Regions from separate parts of the Sus scrofa genome. Here region 2 is linked to region 1. Evidence: chromatin contacts called from public Hi-C data. All regions are on one chromosome and are shown on one strand. Each heading gives the region's core, a stretch centred on a gene start, on an enhancer-like site or on the middle of the called end of the contact. The rest is flanking DNA. Distances are from core to core; before and after follow the strand shown.

What was found. A called contact is a pair of places that touch in the nucleus more often than the background predicts.
Region 2: a contact with region 1 is called in a Hi-C map of liver, with 7 times the contacts expected there. The contact joins the promoter of LOC110260999 here to the promoter of LOC106510528 in region 1. A contact is called at or near these places in 2 of 47 Hi-C or Micro-C datasets (heart right ventricle and liver).

The regions. Positions count from the first base shown.
Region 1 is chr6:45,741,613-45,746,952 of Sscrofa11.1, forward strand. LOC106510528 (zinc finger protein 461) reads left to right here and starts at 2,232. Exons shown (of 4, transcript XM_021097140.1): 1 at 2,232-2,378. The coding sequence starts at 2,370.
Region 2 is chr6:50,769,789-50,775,128 of Sscrofa11.1, forward strand. It overlaps LOC110260999, which reads right to left and starts at 2,961. Exons shown (of 2, transcript XR_002344680.1): 1 at 2,731-2,961. It overlaps LOC100737582 (zinc finger protein 226-like), which reads left to right and starts at 3,097. Exons shown (of 13, transcript XM_021097546.1): 1 at 3,097-3,256. It overlaps LOC102167899 (a long non-coding RNA gene), which reads left to right. Exons shown (of 2, transcript XR_298582.3): 2 at 1-308.

The sequences.
Region 1 (5,340 bases), core at 982-3,481:
GTGGGAATCACCTCCTTTGCATCTTTCAAGCCCTTAATGATGGCACTGATTTCTGAAATGCAGTGTTTCTTTTGGTTTACTGTTTTTCTAGGTAGAGGCCGTTCTAGTAGCTTCCACTTGTCCTTTCCCACCATCATAGCCCTCACTCAACAGGACAGAGAACCCATGTGAGAATTCTTAACAGCTGCTGAGTATGTCTATCCCAATTATCCATTCCAGGACTTGGGGGGGGAAAAAACCACAGGATGGGTTTAGGGTCTACTTTAGATGGACTTGAGCTAAAACTTCATCGATCACCTGACTGCTACAGGCCCTGGTCCACCCTGACTAGTGAACCACAGTGATGTTTTGGGTCTCCTAAAATTAGTGTCCAGAACCAGTGTTCAGTATTCCCTGAAAGTTCTGATCACTTCCTTTTCCTTGACATAGTTATCCGGGTAAAGGCTGTAGGTTCCTTTGGGAAAGCTTAGGGGAAAATTTAACAATGTAAATTTTTGGTAATGTAGCAGGGCCACTCATTGCAGAGGTTCTAAGTCTGTATAGAGGGTTAAGTCTGAGAAATGAGGGGCTGTGACTCTTATCATTCAAGCTAGACTTTTGTTCTCTTGCCCTAGAACTCTTCCATTTATACAGGTCAAGTTAAAGAGTTTAGCAGACTTACCATCTTTCACGTCTACCAAAGAACATCAACCATTCTTCCAGTTACCACATGACAGAAATTAAAAAAAAAAAGTCATGGTCATTTTGCTTTTTATTTATTTTTTTGTCTTTCGTTTTTTGAGGGCCAAACCCGCGGCATATGGAGGATCCAGGCCAGGGGTCTAATCAGAGCTGTAGCCACTGGCCTACGCCAGAGCCACAGCAACACGAGATCTGAGCCACAGCAACACCGGATCCTTAAACCACCAACCGAGGTCAGGGATAGAACCCTCAACCTCATGGTTCCTAGTCGGATTCATTAACCACTGAGCCACTATGGGAATTCCCATCATTGTCTTTTTATAGGTAGTAAACTCAATCTCACACACTTGTAATACTGCAGTCTCTCATGTAGTTACTAATATAAAATCACAACCATATACACTATCTCTATCAAGATTTTAACTTACATAAGTTGCCTTCTAACACACACAAAAATGTATCTACCAAATCTCTCATGTGATCTCCTACCCAATCATACTCAGTTAAAATATCAAACTCAAATCACAGCATTATACTCACTCACTGAACATATATTTTCACTGTCATAAAATTCATCCAGAGATTTGGCTCTAGTCACAAACCACTTTCACAAACTTCGTACGTTTCACTCAACACTCTCTCCCAGTGATAGTCTCAAGTGCACACCATCTCACACATATGATCAAGAATCGACAAAGAAACACAATCCCATGTTCTCACAGATACATTTCCTCACACAAGAGATAGGGTTTCTGGCCTCTCAGCAAGGTTAAAAATCTTTACCATAGATTTGTCCCTTCTGGCAGTTAATCTGTACTAGTTTCCACCCCTCTCAGTTAATTCCAGTCTCTCATGCACACTTAGACACACAGTATCACCTCACAACCCCCCCCTCCCCTCCACCGCCAAGATAAGGCTCAGAACCAGTTCACCCTTCACCAGGAATCTGTGATTCATCCATTCGGTGCCTCCTAGTCCTAAGAGACAAGCTTCCTCCCTTCTCTAGTGAAATTCACCCGCGGACACTCGCCACAGCCAAATCCTCCCAGTAGTCACAGGTAGACCTGGCACACTGAATGTTACAAGGTCATTGCCTGTGTAACCGCGCCACCCGCAATCATGAGTAACCAATCACTGTCTCAAGCGCATACCTAAATCACATCACATTATGCCACCACACAAACACTGCGCGTGGCCAAGCTCACCGCCTAAACCTATACAAGTATGCACCACATCCGCTTTCACATACGAGTTTTCTCACGCTTGACACCCTCCACTCGCTGTCACATAATCCTCTCCCTCTCGATCTGACGCGCTTTCGGATACGTGGACAGAAAACACATCCAGCATAGCAACCGCACAGCAGAGGCTGAAGCTCTCTGCATCAGATCCGAGTTTGCGCCCCTCAGTTGGGCGGTGGTGGCATCTCTCATAGCCTCATTGAAAGCGCGCAGGTGCGGCAGGAAGTCTGGCGGAAGATCTACCTACTTCGCTAGCCTCCCAGGCTCCTTGCTCGCGGACTACGTTTCCCAGAGCCCACAGCGCGCCAGAGCTACTTCCGGTAGGAACGTCGGGTGAATGGTCAGCGGCAGAGGCGGTTGAGGGCTTCCCAGGACGGGTTCAGTAGGCAGGGCTCTGCGTGGGTCCTGGAATTCGAGTCAGAGCTTGGACCAGAGCTCCTCCTGAGGATGCTGAAGGTAACGAATCCTGTCGCCCCAGGACTGGCAAGAGGAGTGTCTGGAGTGTTAGGTTTCTAAGTGCAGGAGCAACCGGAGGGAGGGATTAGGATGTGGGTGTGTGACGGAAATTAGTCTCCGGACTAAGTGTATTTGGCTGTTGTGACAGCTCCTGGAGTCATGCTTTTGTGACAGTGTAATTGTGTGCATGGGCATATGTGTAAATGACGTTTGTGTTTGTGACCATGATTGCAATTGGCTCTTTGTGTAAGCCCCATTTATTTATATAAAAGAAAAGCACATTTACACAAACCCTTACAACCACGCAACGAAGTAGTTAGGGAGACATTCCAGTAGTCACCTGTGGATTCATACACGCGTCATAAAACCAAAATCACATAAGCTACCCCATGTTTATTATCACAAAACTTCAGGCAAAGCGACATATATTATAGCAACAGCAAGTAATGAAAACAAAAAAACTACTCTTGGAGTTCTCTTATGGCTCATCAGGTTAAGGATCCAACTGCACTATCACCTTGCAGTGGCTTGGGTCACTCCTGTGACCCGGGTTCGATCCCTGGCCTAGGAACTTGCACATGTCACAGGCGCAGCCAAAAAACAAACAAGCACTACCCTTGCCAACTTAGTCTACTTCCTCAACTGAAGAGCTCTCACAGGATCTGAAGAGCTCACACAAGAATCATAGAAATAGAGAACATAACATAGAGCAGAAACTTATGACCTAGAACATAGAAACATAGCTCACACAATCATAGAAATGTAGTCTCCACGGCTCTGGCTACTGCATATCACACTCAAAAGTCACACAAAGTTTGAGCTGCAGGAAAAGCCTGTTATCTCATAATTTTTCTCTGCCTCACTATTTCTGCCATTCCCCTTAGAAACACCTCGAATGGGGAGTTCCCGTCGTGGCGCAGTGGTTAACGAATCCAACTAGGAACCATGAGGTTTCGGGTTCGATCCCTGCCCTTGCTCAGTGGGTTAACCATCCAGCGGTGCCATGAGCTGTGGTGTAGGTCGCAGACGTGGCTCGGATCCCGCGTTGCTGTGGCTCTGGTGTAGGCTGGCAGCTACAGCTCCGATTAGACCCCTAGCCTGGGAACCTCCCATATACCGTGGGAACGGCCCAAGAAATGGCACAAAGACCAAAAAAACCCCACCTCAAATGGGCTAAAAGAATAGCACTGTTGCATGTACAAAAAGTGTCTAAGATTATTGAGTGCTGCTTCTTCCCTGAAATGTTCATATTAACCTTCAAAAATTCCTTTGTTATGGGAGTTCCATTGTGGCTCAGCAGTAAGGAACCTGACCAGTATCCTTGAGGATGTGGGTTCAATCCCTGGCCTTGCTCAGTGAGTTAAGGATCTGGCGTCGCCTTGAGCTGTGGTATAGGAGTCAGACATGGCTGGGATCCTGCATGGCTGGGGCTGTGGTGTAGGTCGGCATCTGTAGCTCTGACTGGACCTGGGAATGTCCATATGTTGCAGGTGCAGCCCTAAAAAGAAAAAAAATTCCTTTGTTATATTACTTTAAAATAAAAGTTATCTATAATTCTTAAACCACTCTGAACATTTTATTGCAGACGGTTTCACCCTTATGTAAATACATGTATGCTTATGGACATAAGTATTTTTCTTCCAAAGATTGGACTACAATACATATTGTTTTGTAATTCCTCATTAAAAGATAAGGCTTTTTGGGAGTTCCTGTCATGGCTTAGTGGTTAACGAATCCGACTAGGAACCATGAGGTTGAGGGTTTGATCCCTGGCCTCACTCAGTGGGTCAAGGATCTGGCATTGCTGTGAGCTGTGGTGTAGGTTGCAGACATGGCTCAGATCCCAAGTTGCTGTGGCTCTGCTGAAGGCTGGTGGCTACAGGTCTGATAAGATCCCTAGCCTGGGAGCCTCCATATGCCATGGGTGCCACCCTAGAAAAGACAAAAAAAACAAAAACAAACAAACAAAAGATAGGGCTTTTTTCTGTATTGAGGAGTAAATTTCACAAGATTTTCCAGCATGTGATTCTTTAAATCTCATCAGTACCTCAAATTAAAGACTCAAGAATTTATTTTGCCCTGGAAATTTTTGTTCTGTGTATTTCTTCCTTTCTATGTGTTGTTTTAGTGTCTATTTTGAAATTCCTGTTAAATGTGCATTAGATCTTTTGAGTCATTTTCTATTTCCTTGTCTTTTCATAATATCCATTTTGTTCCTTTTTCCTCTTAGTTCAGTGAGAATCTGATCAGGGTTGGTCTGAGCAGGCCAGTTGTGTCCATTTATCAGTGTTGGGACACTGGTCTGCCTCTCTAAATATGTCCTGCTAAAGAGCCTGGGCCCAGTTTTTCTTGAATCCATATTTGGATTCCCTCCTTGTTTTGAGTAAGGTTGGGATTTATCCAGCTTCTTTTTGATCTCTCTGATCTTTTATTTATGTGTATATGGGGTCTGGGCGTAGTAGACACGAAGTAGGGAAAATGTCATTCTAAATTAAGCACATTGGGAGCTCAGAGGCAAGATGATCTCATGATTTTTTTTTTAATCCCTCTCATTCAGCAATGCTTTCTTTGGAATGTGAGTTTCTTCTAAAGTGGAACCAAGAAAAGAACTAATAAATACATTGAATTCTTAAAAAAAAAAAAAAAAAGCCATGGCCCATGTAAGTTAGTGTTTTCTTATTCCTTGCTGAAGTAGTTCTTTATTTTCTATAGGTCATATGAATACTTGCATTCTTTATCCTGGTATTGTTACCTAACTGAATATCACACAATAACTTGTCAGTGAGTTAAATGATGGTGCCCAAAATTTAGCATCTTCCTTTTTCACTCATCTCCTCTCTAGCCAGCTCATATCTTCATTCAGTAAATCACTACTCACTTCCCATATACTCAGTCTATTTCAGAAAAGAGAACAGAAATAGTATCCTTTTGAGGGAAATACTGATGTTTCTCTTGTCAGAAC
Region 2 (5,340 bases), core at 1,711-4,210, 5.0 Mb after region 1:
GGGTGGCCAACACCTCAGCTCATCACTTGGGGAGCTGGCAACACTGGGGCAATGGAGCTGACAAACCCTTGCATTTCCACCATGCCGTACTATGTTTCCTTCATGGCCCTGCTCACTGGGCCAAGCTGTAAGGCAGATAACTGGTGCATTGTACTCTATTCCCATGGGATTGATAATCAGTGCATAATAACCCACTCCACCAGCATCTCCTTGGCAAGTTCTATTTATGGACATGTGGCTTGTGATTGGCAGTTGGTTCACTGCCAGTGGCATCTGTCCCAGAAGAATATAAAACTTTGTTCACTGAAGCTTCAGATATAATAGCAAATCTAATATTCATCGGGCATGTGCTAAAATGCTTATTTACTTCATCCAGGAACACACCAGAGGTTTGACAAGTTGGGCTTATTGTTTGTTGCAGTGAGACTACACCCATCAAGGGGAACCATGAGATGTCACAAAAGGGTGTCACAATCTATTCTAGGATTTGGGCTCTGGTCGGGTGTTTTGGGAGAGGGCCTAAGGAAACATGGCTCACTGTAGATTGGATGCTGTCAGAAAGTAGCAATTTGAAGACCTAGTAGCTCAAGTTTTTTATTTTGGGAGAGTAGCTGAGAACAAAGAAATCTTGGAATTCCTGTCATGGCGCAGCGGAAACAAATCCGACTAGGAACCATGAGGTTGCAGGTTCGATCCCTGGCCTGCTCTGTGGGTTAAGGATCTGGCGTTACTGTGAGCTGTGGTGTAGGTCATAGACTTGGCTTGGATCTGACGTTGCTGTGGCTCTGGTGTAGGCTGGTGGCTACAGCTCTGATTCAACTTCTAGCCTGGGAACCTCCATGCCATGGGTGCAGCCCTAAAAAGACAAACAAACAAAACAAAAAAAAACAAAAAAATGAGGAAAATCTCTAAGTGGTAAAGAAGTACCTCTCTTTTAGACAAGAGGGGCATGTTTGGCATTATACAAGTGGCACAGTGACCTTGTTTTTGTCTAAACAAAATTATAAAGGGTCCTTGTTTTGTCTCACTACCGTGGTCTCAGAGAAACTTCTTTGAGGATGATATTCTGATTGATGTCCCAAAGGAGAATAATGTTAGCCTAGTTGTGAGTGTCACACCAGCTTCCTAATGTCAGGGGCAGTTTTGCTTTCAACTCTCAGTTCATTCAGTGAAGCATTATATAGCCAACATTTGGAAAGAGATTTTCAGTGCTGATATTAGAAAATGTCTAGCCTATACTGAGTTTAACATGGGATTTCATTAAAAATGTATATGATGATACATATATGTATGTTTACAGGGAGAAAAAAAACTTACCTTCAAGGGGAAGGAGTCTAGGTGCTCCGCCCCCCCCCATTTTACTTTATGCTATATTTAATTAGCTTTCAGTAACATGTGCTTTTATTTTTTTATTTTTTATTTTTTTGTCTTTTCTCCTTTTCTAGGGCTGCTCCCACAGCATATGGAGGTTCCCAGGCTAGGGGTCCAATCAGAGCTGTAGCTGCCATCCTACGCCAGAGCCACAGCAACACAGCAACACAGGATCTGAGATGCATCTGCAATCTATACCACAGCTCATGGCAACGCTGGATCCTTAACCCACTGAGCAAGGCCAGGGATCGAACCCGCAACCTCATTGTTCCTAGTCAGATTCGTCAACCACTGAGCCACGACAGAAACTCCAACATGTGTTTTTAAATTACTATTGTAATAAAGATACTTTAACCAGAAAATATAAAGGAAAAACTCTTAATACAAAACATCTTCCCTCACCAGTAGACTCCTCACTGCTCTAACATTAAATCATAGGCTTTGGGAGTTCCTGCTGTGCACAGGATTGGCAGTGTTTTGGGATTCCTGGCCCTGGCACAGAAGGTTTAGGATCCATTGTTGCTGTAGCTGCAGTTTTGATTGTAATTGCAGCTTGGATCTGATCCCTGGTTTGGGAACTCCATATGCCACAGGGTGGCCAAAAAAAAAACAACAAAAAAACAAATCATAGGCTTTGGGAGTCAGCCTTGGCATTGGGAGTCCAATGCCAAGATTTTCAGCATTGTTAATGCCGTTAATTAAAGGTAAAGAAGTAGCCTTAGCCATTAATGTACTTTTTTTGTTTTGGTCTTTAGGGCAGAACCCTTGGCATATGGAGGTTCCCAGGCTAGGGGTCCAGTCAGAGCTACAACTTCTGCCTACACCACAGCCACAGCAGCGCAGGATCCAAGACGTGTGAAACCTACACCACAGTTCATGGCAATACCAGATACCTGACCCACTGAGTGAGACCCAGGGATTGTTTCTGCTGCACCGCAGTGGGAATTCCAACAATTTCTTAACTTCTCTGAAATTTAATGTTTTCACCTCCAAAGTAGGTATTGTAATAACCTCAATAAAGGAAAAGCAATTTTCCATAAAACAGGCTCCCACTTTGGCCCTTTCAAGTTGTTTTTCCTGCCAAACCAGTGATACCACAGGGTCTGGAGTTGGGTTAATACCTTCTTCGTTCATTTTTCCACCCAAATCATTCTACCTCGCCTATTCTTTAGCCTTATACTGTCAGATTATACTCAAATTACTCTCCTTTTAATCACCTACCGTCCCCTAGTCATTCCTCAGTTAATTTTTTGAAGGTTTTATCTCCTCACTTCCTCCCCCGCCCCCCCTCCCGTGCCAACAATACTGCTGCCATAATTGGGAGGATTTCTACTTCAAAAAGTCGTGTCTGTGGAATACCTTCGCGGGACGACTCAGGAGCAGACTCTTACTACCACCACGGAAGTCGGGACTGTGGGATTCTTTCCGCCCTGGCATCCTGGGAAGTGGAGGCAAGAAACTTCCTGCGCCCCCAACACGTCTACCTGGAAGGTGAGACTCCCGATGGTTTTCCTTGGTATTCTAGGAAGTGTAGTCCAGATGCTCCGCGTAGTCGCTTGCACTTCCGTGGGCGTGGGTGGGAGGAGGGTGGTGCCTGGTGCATTCTGGGAAGTGTAGTCCAGATCCTCTGCGCACCAATTGCACTTCCGGGGGTCTGATGCATTCTGGGAAGTGTAGTCCAGCCGCTCCGCGAACTCGTAGGCACTTCCGTTCCCCGAGTGTTAGTTTGCTGGTGTTTTCTGTGGGGGCGGTGCGTCAGTTCCGAGTCTAGCTGGCCCTTCTGAACTTCCTGGATGTTTGCTCGGGAGCCGCAAGGACTTGACAACAGATTTAGGGGAAAAGAATCTTTGGCGGAGAGCACAGGTACCCAGGCGCAAGGACAGCGGTGTGTATTCCCTACTCAGAGCCTCTGTGCATTGAGAGTCGTCTCTTTACCCAGATAGGGCACGAACTCTAATTGCGTATCCCCAGGATTGAGAGTTCTCCTGCTCTCAGCTCGCCCAGTCCGCCTCCCTACACTTTTCACGCACCCTTCTGTTTCCTTGCGTTGGGAGTTAATCTCCTGGTGCCTCTTGTTGCTTTTCTTTAAAATATTAGGATATTAGGACTTTCCTGATACAATCGTTTGGGGACTTAAAAGAGATGGTACAAATTGACGTCTTAACTAGTACCTGGCACGTAGTGAATTAACATCTCTTCTTGATGTTAATTTACCCTGGAGCGGTTAGGTCCCCGGGTTAGGGTCAGAGATCCAGCTTCAGTGATTCTTGCCCTTCTGTCTTTGCCTGTGTGATGCTGGATAATCCCGGACCTATTCTGACTTTTTTGGAGGGAAAGGTGAGGATTGCTTCCAGATTGCTTGAAGGGAGGGGAGGCTTTAACTTTAATCAGAGACGGGGACTCGATCGTCGCATTCCACAGCGTTCTTTCTTTCCCCAGCGTGATTTCTCAGAAAGGGCTGCACTGAGGTAGAAGGAGTGACTCCTGGGCTACTGAGAGCAATGCCCGGAGTAAATGAAACTTGACATCCTTTTTTTTTTTCCAATGGTGGGCACATCAATCAGAGGATATATAGAACGTGTAATTGGACATGGGTATTGTTGGTAATTAACTTCAGATTTCTGGCTGCGAAGCAGTGGGTTAAGAATCCGTAGTTGCCGCAGCTGCAATCCCTGGCTCAGAACGAGGGTGCGGCCGTAAAATAAAATTTTAAAAAACTAACTTCGATGATGAGGGCTTTGCACAAGTAAGTATATTATGCCACATCATGGCTCCGTGAAGAAACATTGCATTTTCCCTATTCTGTAAAATGGGATTGAGACCTAGGGAGCTGTACATTATTTGCACATAGTCACCCACCAAGTAGGAGGCCAAGTTGGGGTTGGAATTCAGGCAGCCTGAGTCCAGAGCTTGAGTTCAGAATCTCTTGGATGTAATTCTCCTTAAGCCTTAGGAACTAGGTGGAATCAGGCACCCTAGCTAGGACTTGGTTGTGAGGGACCTTAAAATCTAATCAAATGGGCTTAGACTTTTCAGTGAGTTTTTACAAACTTTATCAACTATTTTGTTTTGCTTGGTTTTCTGGAGTTTTTTGTGGAATTTTTTTTTTTTTTTCATTTTAGGGCTGAGTCCATAGCATATGGAGGTTCCCTACACAGCAACGCAGGATCCTCAACCCACTGAGTGAGGCCAGGGATTGAACCCGCAACCTCATGGATCCTAGTCAGGCTCATTAACTGCTGCCACAAAGGGAACTCTTGTTTTGCTTGTTACAAATGATATTTCTTTTTTTGTCTTTGTTTTGTATTTTTATCTTGTATTTTTTTGGCTGTGGCATTCGGAAATTCCAGGGCCAGGGATTGAATATGCCACAACTGTGGCCTGAGCCACTGCAGTAGCAACACTGGATCCTTAGCCCACTGTGCCACCAAGGGAACTCCCAAATACTTTTTTTTTTTTTTTGTCTTTTTGTCCTTTTTTAGGGCCACACCCACGGCATATGGAGGTTTCCAGGCTAGGGGTCTAGTCAGAGCTGTAGCTGCCGGCCTACACCAGAGCCACAGCAATGCCAGATCTGAGCCGCGACTGTGACCTACACCACAGCTCATGGCAACACAGGATCCTTAACCCACTGAGTTAGGCCAGGGATCAAACCTGCAACCTCATGATTCCCAGTCGGATTCGTTTCTGCTGCGCCACGACGGGAACTCCCTGAATACTTCTTATTCTTGTAGAACTGTATCATTGTGGAATATTCAGGAATTACAGAAACATGAGAGAAAACAGTTTTTTTAATTTACTCATTCATTCAGGGTGCAAAGATAGCAGCTGTGGAGTTCCCATTGTGATTCAGCAGTATTGAACCTGACTAGTATCCATGAGAATTTGCTTTTGATCCCTGGCCTCACTTCGTGGGTTAAGGATCCAGCATTGCTGTGGCTGTGGTATAGGTCGGCAGCTAAAGATCTG